Linked DNA regions of Ovis aries: all the other regions are linked to region 1. A link is a contact called in public Hi-C data. All regions are on one chromosome and are shown on one strand. Each heading gives the region's core, a stretch centred on a gene start, on an enhancer-like site or on the middle of the called end of the contact. The rest is flanking DNA. Distances are from core to core; before and after follow the strand shown.

Region 1 (2,657 bases), core at 95-2,594:
CCAAACCCCCATCAGAAATAATTTTGTATTGCTTGTTATAGTACTTCTTCCGTGAACAAGATTCAAATACTAAGAAATGCAGCTGGATTTTCAGAGAAAGTGGGATTCAGCCTCTCTATATATACCAGAGCCCTGTCAAACAGAGACTCATGTGTATGTAAGAGTACCCATCTGCAATGTAAGAGTAATCATTTAGTTAAACCCACATTAAACATTATTTCACGAATTCCCTGTTCGTTAAAATATGAAAGTGTTAGTGTATACAGGCTGTTATATGCTAAACGGTTGCACTGTCCACCAACTTATCCTTATATTTCAACTTTTTTGAAAACTTATCCTTATATTTCAACTTTTTTGGCACAGAAAGTCGCCATTTGTAAGAAAATTTAAAAATTAACCAAAATGTAATGTTCACGTCTTTTAAGCTATTTAGAGAAGCAGTGCTTCAACGGAGTAGACACTGAATTCTTAAAATGCTTCTTGACTGAACCTGGAAAATCAAGCTTTGAGTTTTTCATAATCTTTTAATGTGGTTGTCACGTTCAAAGTTGACTTCCAACACTTAAATGCAGAAAGGCAAAAACAACTGTCAAGCCAGTTTTCTGCACGGCTGACTCATTATATTAACATTTCAGTGGCTAACCCAGGGAAGGCTACTAGGTCTACCATGTCTACTACATCTAACATAAAGCAAGAGAGGTAAAATGTCTGCATCTATATACTTTTAAGAAAATCAGCTCTAGAACTACTACAAATATTCTAACCACAACTGAAATGATAATTTGATTACTTTACCTTTTCAATTAGAACAAAATATACTACCAATCTATTTGAGCTGACTGATAATCATTACAGAATTCATTTTATACAAATCTAACCACAATTGTTCTAACATTTTAGTAATGACACTCTGAAACACTTGGAAATCTAGAACACCCCATTTTTAAAAGGAAAAGAGAAACCAAAGAAAGAAAAAGCTGAGAGTAATGGAACTGATAATCGTTACAGAAACTCTGTATTACAGTGACACTAGACTGAACGGTTTCTCACCAGTACATCATTGCAGATATCTCTTAGCTCGGTCTCTATTTTCTCTCTGTATTCTCGAGCCATCTGCTGTTTTTTCTCAGCACCTTCCGTCTTTTGCTCAATACTGGAGACGACCCTCCAAGATGACCTACGGGCTCCTACAACATTTTTATAAGCAACTGAGAGAAGATTCCTCTCCTCATTGGATAATTCAGCTCCTTGCTCAGTTACAGACTTCATGCAGGCTGCCATGTCATCATATCGCTCAGCCTGCTCGGCCAGTTTGGCCTTCTGTACCAGCTCGTTTTTATCCATGACTGGATGTTCTGCAGGGGAAAAAAAGTAGCATTTAGATATTTTTTCCAGTAAAACAGACTAAAAATCATAGCCTTTGTAAACATGTTAACACTTCAAACTTAATTACCAATGGAAGATTCTCTATGTGTGGAATTCAATGGAACTTCACAAAAAGATGCTCAGAACAAGAAAAAAAAAAAAAAGTGGCATACTCAATGAGCATAGTGTACATTTAAAGCCATTAAAATCAGTTTAGCAAAACTAAAATTACATTATCTCATCTTTGTTCACAAGATCCTTAATTTCACATAAAGTTGAAGCACACTTGACTAAAAGGCTGCCTTAAAAACCAACCCTTATCTTACTTGGTCAAAATCTCAACTCTAGTTTCAAATATCACTGGGTAATCAAAAATCAAGCAGCTTTTCTTTAGTGAAAACACCATCTATGAAGAATACGACCATACTTTCAGAATCACGACTCCTGTCAGTTTTAATGTAATTCATGTCCTATTACTGTTAGTATCTGCTCTTGTCAAGTGTTTAAATTTTAGCCAATAACACTCCCACCCCAAGCCCACTGATCTTTGCAACAGTTGATCAGCATGCCAATTTCCTGGAAGAAATGACCATATTGCTTATTTTAATACTGTGACTGTAAAACCACCACCAAGGATCAATAACTAACCCTAAGGCTTCATTCATCTGTACCTTGTTACATGCACATGGGCTTAAAAAAAAAAACAACAAAAAACCGTGAGTCCTGGAACTTCAATTCTTACTATCTTTGAGCACTAAAATGTAGATACTAAATGCTTCCCAGTGTGATCAGTGTTTCTGATGTCACTGTTCAGTTTAAATGCAGACTTACTGCCTTGTTTCTAGTAGTCAAAAATTAATTGAATACATTATCACTCAAGCTGCCCTTATCAAGACTTCCTAATTCTTCCTCATTTTAAAGCTCTGGACTTTTCAATTTCCCCCTTATTCTATTCCTTAAGACATCCTTCTGAAAGATCCTAAAGCAGCACAGGAAGATACTAGCCCCTACAGTGGTCCCAAAGGGTACATGACTTACGATGAACAGAGGAGTCACTGTACGGGAATTGACTCCCTTTCTTTACCTTCCCAGGGAAATCCCACAAAACATTTCTTTTTAAAAAACCAAATCGGAACCAATCCTTTGTATTTAAACAAGTAACTAGCTAGCCTTAATAGGAAGTATACTGTTTTCAATGTCAAACCCAAAATCTATTGTCGCATAACCTTCCTAGCCCTTACTTCCAATTACCAATTCTCCCCCCTAGAAATTAAAAAATGCTCTCCGGCTAA
Region 2 (2,657 bases), core at 76-2,575, 240 kb after region 1:
TTTAAAACAGAAAACACGAGGCAAAGGAAATTGAAATCAGTCTAAATGCGTAAGACAGGCCCCTAAGTTCTAGCGACACGCTTGCATTGATTTCCTTTTTGAAAGCAGAAATGCAAACGAACAAACCACCTGCTTTTGGACAGCTCAACTTAGGGCTTGCTCTCAAGCCAACTGAGTTTTCCACAAAATCTTAAGCGTAACTACGCATAACTTCTTGATTAAAAGCAGCGAACTGAGGGGCAAGAAGTCATTTACAAATACCTAAAAGCTGGCTTATAACTCTTTATTTTGTATGGTCTTCCGAGGGGGCTGTACAGAGGGAAGTAAGTAAAGCGAGTAATGAGTTCTTACAATATGGGGGGCTCTTACAGGAGGTACCAAGTATAAGCCTTGCCCCAAAAGAGCCTCCTAAAACCAAAACAAACGAGTAAGAAAAAATTTTTGGATCCAGGAAGTAGGATCATTTTCCATTAAGTATCTGAAAACGAAGAGGCCCGGGCAGTGAACAACTACTTGACTCTGGCTTTTTTAGTGAACTAAGTCCCTTTCGGAGAGGAGAGAGGATGAAAGGGCCGGCAGTTAGGTCTATCTTCGCCAGCACTTCGCTGAGCCCGGCTGTTAAGCCCGGCACACCTTCCTTCCCAGACCGGCCTCTCCCGCCTGGAAAAGAATTCCTCCTCTTTCTCGGCCACCGAAACCCCTACCTACCGGCCCCTCCTCACGGACCCCGGCCCGAGACACGCCTCCCGGGGGCCTCCGCTGCCCGAAACCCGGCCCCTTCGGCCACCGGGAGCTCAAGCTGAGGGAAACCGACCAGCTGCTGCCGCCAGCGGGTAAGGTTACCGCTCCGCCGCCGCCGCGGCCGGCCTGCGAGCCGGCCACCTGCAGGGCCTGGCGGGCGCCCGAGCTTCCCCTCCTTCCCGGCGGCCCGCGCCGGGACAGGGCAGGCTCGGCGGCCCCCAAGGAGGCGGGGCAGGCCGGCGGCCCCTCGCGACCCGCGCTGACCCGCCCGCCCCATCACGGCCCCCGCCGACCCAGCCGGCAGGCCCCCCACCCCGGCTCCCGGGCGTCCTGCGGCGTCAGCGCCGCCCCCACAGCCGCTCACCCGGGCCGGGACAGTCTTGCGTCGGAGAGACCGCGCAGCACGAGAGGGCTTGCGGGGGGAGGTGGCCGGAGGGAGAGGAAGGGGAGCGCGCCCAGCACCGCTTCGGCCTCCTCCACCCGCCAAGGAGGGGAAAGGCGAGAGCCGGCAGCACAACAGCCCGCGACTCGCACCCGCCGCCGCCGCGCGCGCCCGCCGCCTCTGCCTTGAGGGAGGCCACTACGCCTCGTGCTCGCGCACGCCGCGCACTTCTCCCAGTCTCCCCAGCGCCGCCTGTTCCGCGCAGCCCCCGCCCACTCGCCTTCCTGCCCCGGCCTCCCGCCCCGCCTCCCCATCGCCCCACCCGCACGCGCGCCTGCGCCTCTTCCGGTCTCGCGGGCCAATGGTAGCGCGTCCCTATTACATAAGTGCGAGGGGCGGGGCCTGGCCGGGACGGCGGCCTCTCAGAGACGGGAACGGCAGGGGACGTCGCGCTCTGTCCCCGGCGCCCCTCCCCTCCGGCGTGCTCCCTTCTAGGCGGCTTCAGCCGGCCCCGGGAGCCGCGTGATCTCGGTCCTTTCGGGTGATGGCCTGCAGTGTGATTCACAGGTCGCTTGCTCACTCACTCTGGCGGCGGCCCGGCCTCAGCCCCCGCGCCTCTTCCTTCTCACGAGACTCCAGTCTCGGCGGCGTCCTCCTGTGCCTCGGCCTGGCGGAGGCGTGGTGGTGGTGGTGGTGGGGATCCCAGGGAGGCGCGCCAGCGCCGCGGCGGCGTGGGTCACCGACCCGGGAGCCAGCCACCAGGGCGCACCGCCACCCCCGCCCCCAGTGAGGCCAGCGGGCCGGAGGCCCTTGCCTGGGATGCGCAGCCTTTGTTCTCTCACCAGCTGCCTTTTACCTCGTTCCCACGGAAACCCCAGTTGTTTGACCAATCTGAGGGGTTTAGTGAGTTCACGATTCACGCCTGACTGTCACTGAGAACTGCCGGCTAGACCTCCCTGACTGTTGCAAGCTGACTACTTAACAATATACTGAGTTGGTAACACTTAAGGGAATGGTTGAGATGATTTTGGGTCGGGGGCGGGGAGTCTTGATTTATGGGCCACATCAGGTAATTTCTAATATCTGAATCGAGCGATGGCGTTTGTAACGATGATTAAAGTTTATCTGGGAAAGACATGTAGACGTTGGTGTTTTTTTTTCCCCTCGCCCTCTGCTTCCCCCAACACACATTGGTTTCTAGTTAGAACTACAGATAAAACAACAAAGAAGACTTTGCATTTGACGTTCCCACCTTGCCCATAGCCTCCGCTCCCCCAGATTTGTCTCTGCGCAGGGAAATGTTAGTTGAACATAAACACAACGCAAGTTACCTGGATTGGGATATGTATAATCACAAAATTGTTTAGGGAGGAGTTAACTGCTGATGGCATTTACGTAGCATAAGACAAGGATCTGGTTGTTCAGTCCTTCCTTTTCACCCTCATTTCGGTTCCTCTTGCCTTTTCACGCCCTCCCTTCCATATTGCAGTTTTAAGTTACATGTTCAAATCAATATTTCTCCAGTATTCAATTG
Region 3 (2,657 bases), core at 79-2,578, 210 kb before region 1:
CAGTCACTCACACGTTAGTGAGAATGGTGGCAGACCAGAGGACGACCACCAGATTAACTTTATTCCAAGTCCCCGCGGCTCCCCCAGGCGACTGGACCCGCGGCAGGGTACAGGCCTCGGGCCTGGGAGGTTACCGGGTTCAACACGTGGTATTTTTCGAGCAACGAAATGCACTTCCTCCCCGTCCTGGGGCGCCGGCAGGAGCCTGGGGGTGGTGGGAGTGCCTCCACCGACTACCGGAGAAGGGGTCTCGGCGCTCGACACCCCCCAGGATCTCGCCGCTACCGGGGGGGGCGCCGCGTGGTGTTAGAACCCAATCTCATCCACCCTCCGGGCGCGTCATCACCCTAAAGTTTGAGCGCTGCTGAGGCCGAGAAAATGGTCGCGGAGAAGGAAGTGGCCGGGCGCGCGAGGGGCGTGCGGCTGCCGGCGGCGCGGGGCCCGGCCGGCGCGGGGATCCGGGGTCCTGACGCCCCAGCCTCGGCCCGCTGGCCTCGGGTTGGGTGACATGCCCTCCCGCCCCCTCCCCCCCGGGCCCGCCGGCCTAGCCCGCCCGCCGCCGCCTGAGCCTCATGGCCGCCCGCCCGCCCGCCCGCCGGGCCCGGCTCTCACCGTCCGCCGGCTGCTGGAAGTTCACATACGCGTAGCCCAAGGAGCGGCGGGTGATCATGTCCCTGCAGACCCGGATGGAGAGGATGGGCCCGGCCGGGCTGAACTTCTCATAGAGCATCGCCTCGGTCACGTCGGGGTGTAGGTCCCCCACGTAGAGCGAGGCCATGGGGTAGCTGGGGGCGCTGGGGTTCATCTCGGCACGGCTGCCTGCAGGGCCACAGGCCGCGCGACCTTTCCCGTCAGAGAAGGGGAGCGAGTGCCGGGGCCGGGGGGCCGGAGCCGGGGGGAGGGGAGCGGGGGCAAGCGCAGAGGGACAAAAATCAACCGGAATCGGGAACTACTCAACGGCCGCAGAACCGGGTCGATCCGCTGCCGCTGGAGGCTTGGCTGCTGGCTGCCGGCTGGGGAGCGAGGGTGGCGGTCTCGGGTCCGGGCAGCGGGAGAAGGCCTCGGTCTCTTGGTTCCTTCTTGGAGCTGCTGCGGGGCCGCGGGCGGGCGGGTCGGTCTCGGCTGCTTCACCGGGTTATTTTATAAAAGAGGAAGGAAAAAAAATAAAAGTCTCCGGCGGGGGAGACGCGGATTTTTTTGTAAATTTTTTTTGGGGTTTTTTAAAAGATTTTTTTAGATTTTTTTTGGATTTTTTTAATAATAAATGTGTGTTCCGAGCACGGAGCACACACTCCGCACTCTCAGCACTAACCGCCGGGGAGAAGGGGAAGCACCGCCTCCTGTACCCTCTACTTATACCCCCCGCCGCACTCGCCCCGCCCCCCGCGCGTCTGACGCCAGGGCCCTACGCGAGCGTCAGCGCCGGAGGGGGAGGAGACAAGGAGGCGGAGGGGGAGGAGGGAAGAGAAAAACAGGAGGAGAAAAAGAGCAGAGAGGAAGGGAGAGGTGGCGGCGGCGGCGGCGGCGGCTGCTGCTGCGGGTGTTGGGGGTGGGGCTGGGGCGGAGGGGCGGGGCTTCTGCGCACGCGCCGGGGTGTGGGCGGGCCCCGCGCGGCGTAGGGCCCATGGGGGAGGGGAGTGGAGGGGAGAACCGGCTCGCGGGCGGCTCTCTGAGGAGTCGGGTGGGCCGGCCCCTCCTCCCACACACCCTGCCCCACCTCCACCCGGGAGAGGCGTTGAGCCGTCACCAGGGCGGTGGGCGGGGCGCGGGGCTTCCGGGTTTCTCGGCGCTTAACTACCCCCCACGTGCGCCGCCGCCGAGGGCCCGCTTCCCGCCGCAGCCAGTCGTGTTCCACTCGCCCCCACCCCCACCCCCGCCCCCTAGGGCCGCCGGGCCAGAGTGGGCCGGCGTGATTCCCACCAGGCCCAGTTTCCGCAACGTGGGCGAAAAGGAGCCCAGGCTGGCTCCCCGGTTCTCCTACCAGACCGCACTACGAGTCCCAGCGGGCAGCGCCGCCACGCGCCTCGGCCGCGGAAGCGGTGCCTGCTGGGAGCTGGAGTCCTCAACGGCCGCGGTGCTCGCTGACCCCCAACCGGCCGCGGGTCCTGGCCGCCCGCTCGGGGACCCACCCACCCCCGCCCCCCGCAACCGTTCCAGCGCTGGACCCGGGTCGTGCTTCCAGTAGAGGACCGGCGAGCGGAGGGGCCTTCGGACTCCCGGTCCTCTCCTTTCCGAGCCCTTAAGACTCTTCCCGGGTATCCCATCTGGGCGCTGTCGTTGGTCAGCGTGATTTTCACTTGGGCAAACTATTTTGAGGTCTTTGTCCGTTTCCCTTTTTAAAGTATCGTGATCACAATTCACTTAAGAGGCTAGGGTGGAGTCACTGATTTCGTGCTACTTCTGCCAGCAATTTGAAACTGAGAACAGGACTCCAGAAAAATGTTTTCCTGCAAAGTGCGAGTCTGTCACAGTCGTACGTGGCTCCACAGACTTGGAACCAGGCAAAATCAGAAGTAGTCTAAACGAAGTATTAAAAATGTGTACAATAGTTGTGGAGTTAGTTGGGGGCTTTAATAGGAAGGCTAGCTGTAATGAATCAATTGCAAAAATACCAGTTGATAGGAAAGACATTAAATCAACATACAAATCCCACTTCA
Region 4 (2,657 bases), core at 94-2,593, 180 kb after region 1:
CCCAAACCCACCACATTTTTCCTGCCCCAGGGCATCTGCACTGTCTGTCCGTCTGCTCCTCACACTCTTCCCACACCCTGCTTGGCCACACTCTCCCCAGCTTCTCAAAGACACTTCCCCGGAGCTCAGGGTGAGGCAGCGTCCTCCTCCATAGCACTCCGTCCTGTGACACGCTCTGTTCTTCATAGCCCGTTGTTAGCAGCTGAAATGACTTCTCTGTTTCCTTGGTTTTTCTTGCCTGTCTCTGCCATGAGAATGTGTCTCAGCGACAGAGACCTTGTCTGTCTAGTCACTCCTCCATCCCAGCACCAGCATCAGCACTGGGCACATAGTAGGTGCTCAATTGTGAACTGACTGAGGAACACATAAGGTTGTTGAGAAGACTGCGTGTGTGCGTACTAAGTCGCTTCAGTCGTGTCCGACTCTTTGTGACCCCATGGACTGCAGCCCACCAGGCTCCTCCGTCCATGGGATTTTCCAGGCAACAGTACTGGAGTAAGATGCTTCCAAAGTGAAAGTGAAAGTGAAGTCACTCAGTCGTGTCCACTTCTTTGTGATCCCATGGACCGAGGCCCACCAGGCTCCTCTGTCCATGGGATTCTCCAGGCAAGAATACTGGAGTGGATGGCCATGCCCTCCTCCAGGGGATCTTCCTGACCCAGGGATCGAACCCACATCTCTTATGTCTCCTGCATTGGCAGGCGGGTTGTTTAGCCCTGGCGCCACCTGGGAAGCCCGTTGTGAGGACTAAACGTATGTTAAAACAACTGATTTGGAAAGCCAGCCATTTCTAATAATTCTAAAGATACACTTACAAGGACCAGTGATTTGACCTCGAGGAATAGATGTCAGACAAGTGGGTACATACGTCCAGAAAACACCTTGTGCACGGATGTTCACAGCAGCCTGATTTACAATAGTCTGAACCAGAAGTAACCTGAATGTCCCTCAGTAATGGAACTGACAAATTGTGGTCATACAAGGGAATAAGAAGGGCTGGATGTGGATGAATCTCACAGATGAAACACTGACCAAAATAAGCCACACACAAAAAGGACACACTGTGCGATTCTACTTATATGAAATTCAAGAATAAAGGAAATTAATCCTGGCTGTGCCTGGTGACCCGGTTCTAGCACTGAGCATGGGCCAGAGTGACGCAGGCACCTTTTTTTTGGTGGTGGGGGGAGGGGGAGGAAGTGAGACAAACTCAGTATGAAGGTGGGGGGAGGATTTGCATTCGAGAAGGTGGAGGGTCAGCAGCAGATCCTGTGGGTGGAAAGAATGCCGAGGCTGCGGTAATTTTGGAAAGCTATGTGCAAGGCCGCCCCGGCCAACAGAGGTTTGTAGAACAGCTGGGAAAACAGAGAACTTTCAAAGAGCACCAGAGAGCATGCTGCGGCTTCACGCAGGAATCAGATCTCAAAATGTAAAAGCACAAGACAAGGGTGACCTCAGCTGTGACCTTTGCTGCGGCAGGTGGCTTCCTGCCCAGCCCGGGGGAGGGGACTATGGACAGGGTGGAAGAGCAGCGGATCCTTTTCCAGGCCTGGGTCTCCAGGGCTGTCCCTGGGAGAAGGTGGAGCAAAGTCCCTCTGCGGCCCCTTTCGCCTCAACTGACACTATGCAATGTGTGAGCAAAACAGGAAGAGCCTGTAAGGTATCTACTTCATCACAAAGAGATCAAGATTTCCTCTGTCATAAAAGCCCCCAGAGGCTGCGCACACAATGACAAAGGCCCTCTGTCCCTACCTCCCCCAGCATCCACCTTGCAGCCCTTCCCCACTTCCCCATCACTCTTCCGTCGTGTTGCCACAATGGCTTCGGCGGGTTGGGAAACTCTGAGATCAAAATTAACTGCTCAGTGTGTCATGAGAACCTTGTGAAACCTCAAGTAAGCTGAATTCAGAAAACATGCGACAACAGAGCCCCAGAAATACACCCCAGAGAAGGACATCCTCGGGGATGCTGATAGGCAGGGGAGCGGCTGTTTGATTACGCTGCTCATTCTGGTTAATTACACACAGGTATTTACTGTGATTTGTCTCCTCAAATACGCTTTGCTCTAGCTGCTTTAAAAATTCTTTACTTTCTGGAGGACTGGAAATGTGTTTTATTGTTCTCAAGAGTGTCCAGGTTGAAAAAGGGAATTTGGTGAGTGCTATTCGCGACATGTGGATAAGCATACTCTAGGATTCCACGTGTAATTCCAATCATCTTTTGGTTAAAAAAAAAAAAAAAAAAAAGCATTCCTACAAGAGCTCCTCCAACCTGAACATAAACAACTAAAGGAGATGAGAGGTCAAAAGTTTGAGGAACTGGAAACTTGGATTTCAATTCAAATTCAAATACTGTGTAGTCAGTACTGAAGACTGATTGTATTGTTAGAAAATGATGCTGGAGTAAAATCAAGAGGGCAGCCTAGCAGATCTGTCATCTGTGGGCGTGACAAAGAGTCAGTGAATAAGCGGCTCCAGGGAATGAAGAACCTGAAAATCTGTCCAGGCAACCAAGGGAGAGATTGTCCCAGCCAAGCCACACTTCCTCACTTGCAGTGGTTAAAAGACTTGAAGACAAGACCCCAGCAAGCCCAGATCTTTTTAAAATAAGTTTAAAATATATATATTTATTTTTTATTTGGCTGCGTTGGGTCTTAG

What was found. A called contact is a pair of places that touch in the nucleus more often than the background predicts.
Region 2: a contact with region 1 is called in a Hi-C map of tail adipose tissue, with 1.7 times the contacts expected there. The contact joins the promoter of ZNF706 here to the promoter of YWHAZ in region 1. A contact is called at or near these places in 2 of 16 Hi-C or Micro-C datasets (blood and tail adipose tissue).
Region 3: a contact with region 1 is called in a Hi-C map of hypothalamus, with 3 times the contacts expected there. The contact joins the promoter of PABPC1 here to the promoter of YWHAZ in region 1. A contact is called at or near these places in 2 of 16 Hi-C or Micro-C datasets (blood and hypothalamus).
Region 4: a contact with region 1 is called in a Hi-C map of blood, with 1.9 times the contacts expected there. The contact joins the enhancer-like site here to the promoter of YWHAZ in region 1. A contact is called at or near these places in 2 of 16 Hi-C or Micro-C datasets (blood and tail adipose tissue).

What each region holds. Positions count from the first base shown.
Region 1 is chr9:76,346,541-76,349,197 of ARS-UI_Ramb_v3.0, reverse strand. It overlaps YWHAZ (tyrosine 3-monooxygenase/tryptophan 5-monooxygenase activation protein zeta), which reads right to left and starts at 1,344. Exons shown (of 5, transcript NM_001267887.1): 1 at 1,051-1,344. The coding sequence starts at 1,344.
Region 2 is chr9:76,101,793-76,104,449 of ARS-UI_Ramb_v3.0, reverse strand. It overlaps ZNF706 (zinc finger protein 706), which reads right to left and starts at 1,325. Exons shown (of 4, transcript XM_015097897.4): 1 at 1,106-1,325.
Region 3 is chr9:76,555,273-76,557,929 of ARS-UI_Ramb_v3.0, reverse strand. PABPC1 (poly(A) binding protein cytoplasmic 1) reads right to left here and starts at 1,328. Exons shown (of 14, transcript XM_060393490.1): 1 at 613-1,328. The coding sequence starts at 805.
Region 4 is chr9:76,163,582-76,166,238 of ARS-UI_Ramb_v3.0, reverse strand. No RefSeq gene overlaps it. Among named protein-coding and RNA genes, the nearest start is that of ZNF706, 62 kb to the right of the region's middle. Within about 2 kb of position 1,343, at least 17 of the 54 cell types and tissues checked have an H3K27ac peak or open chromatin away from gene starts, as enhancers often do.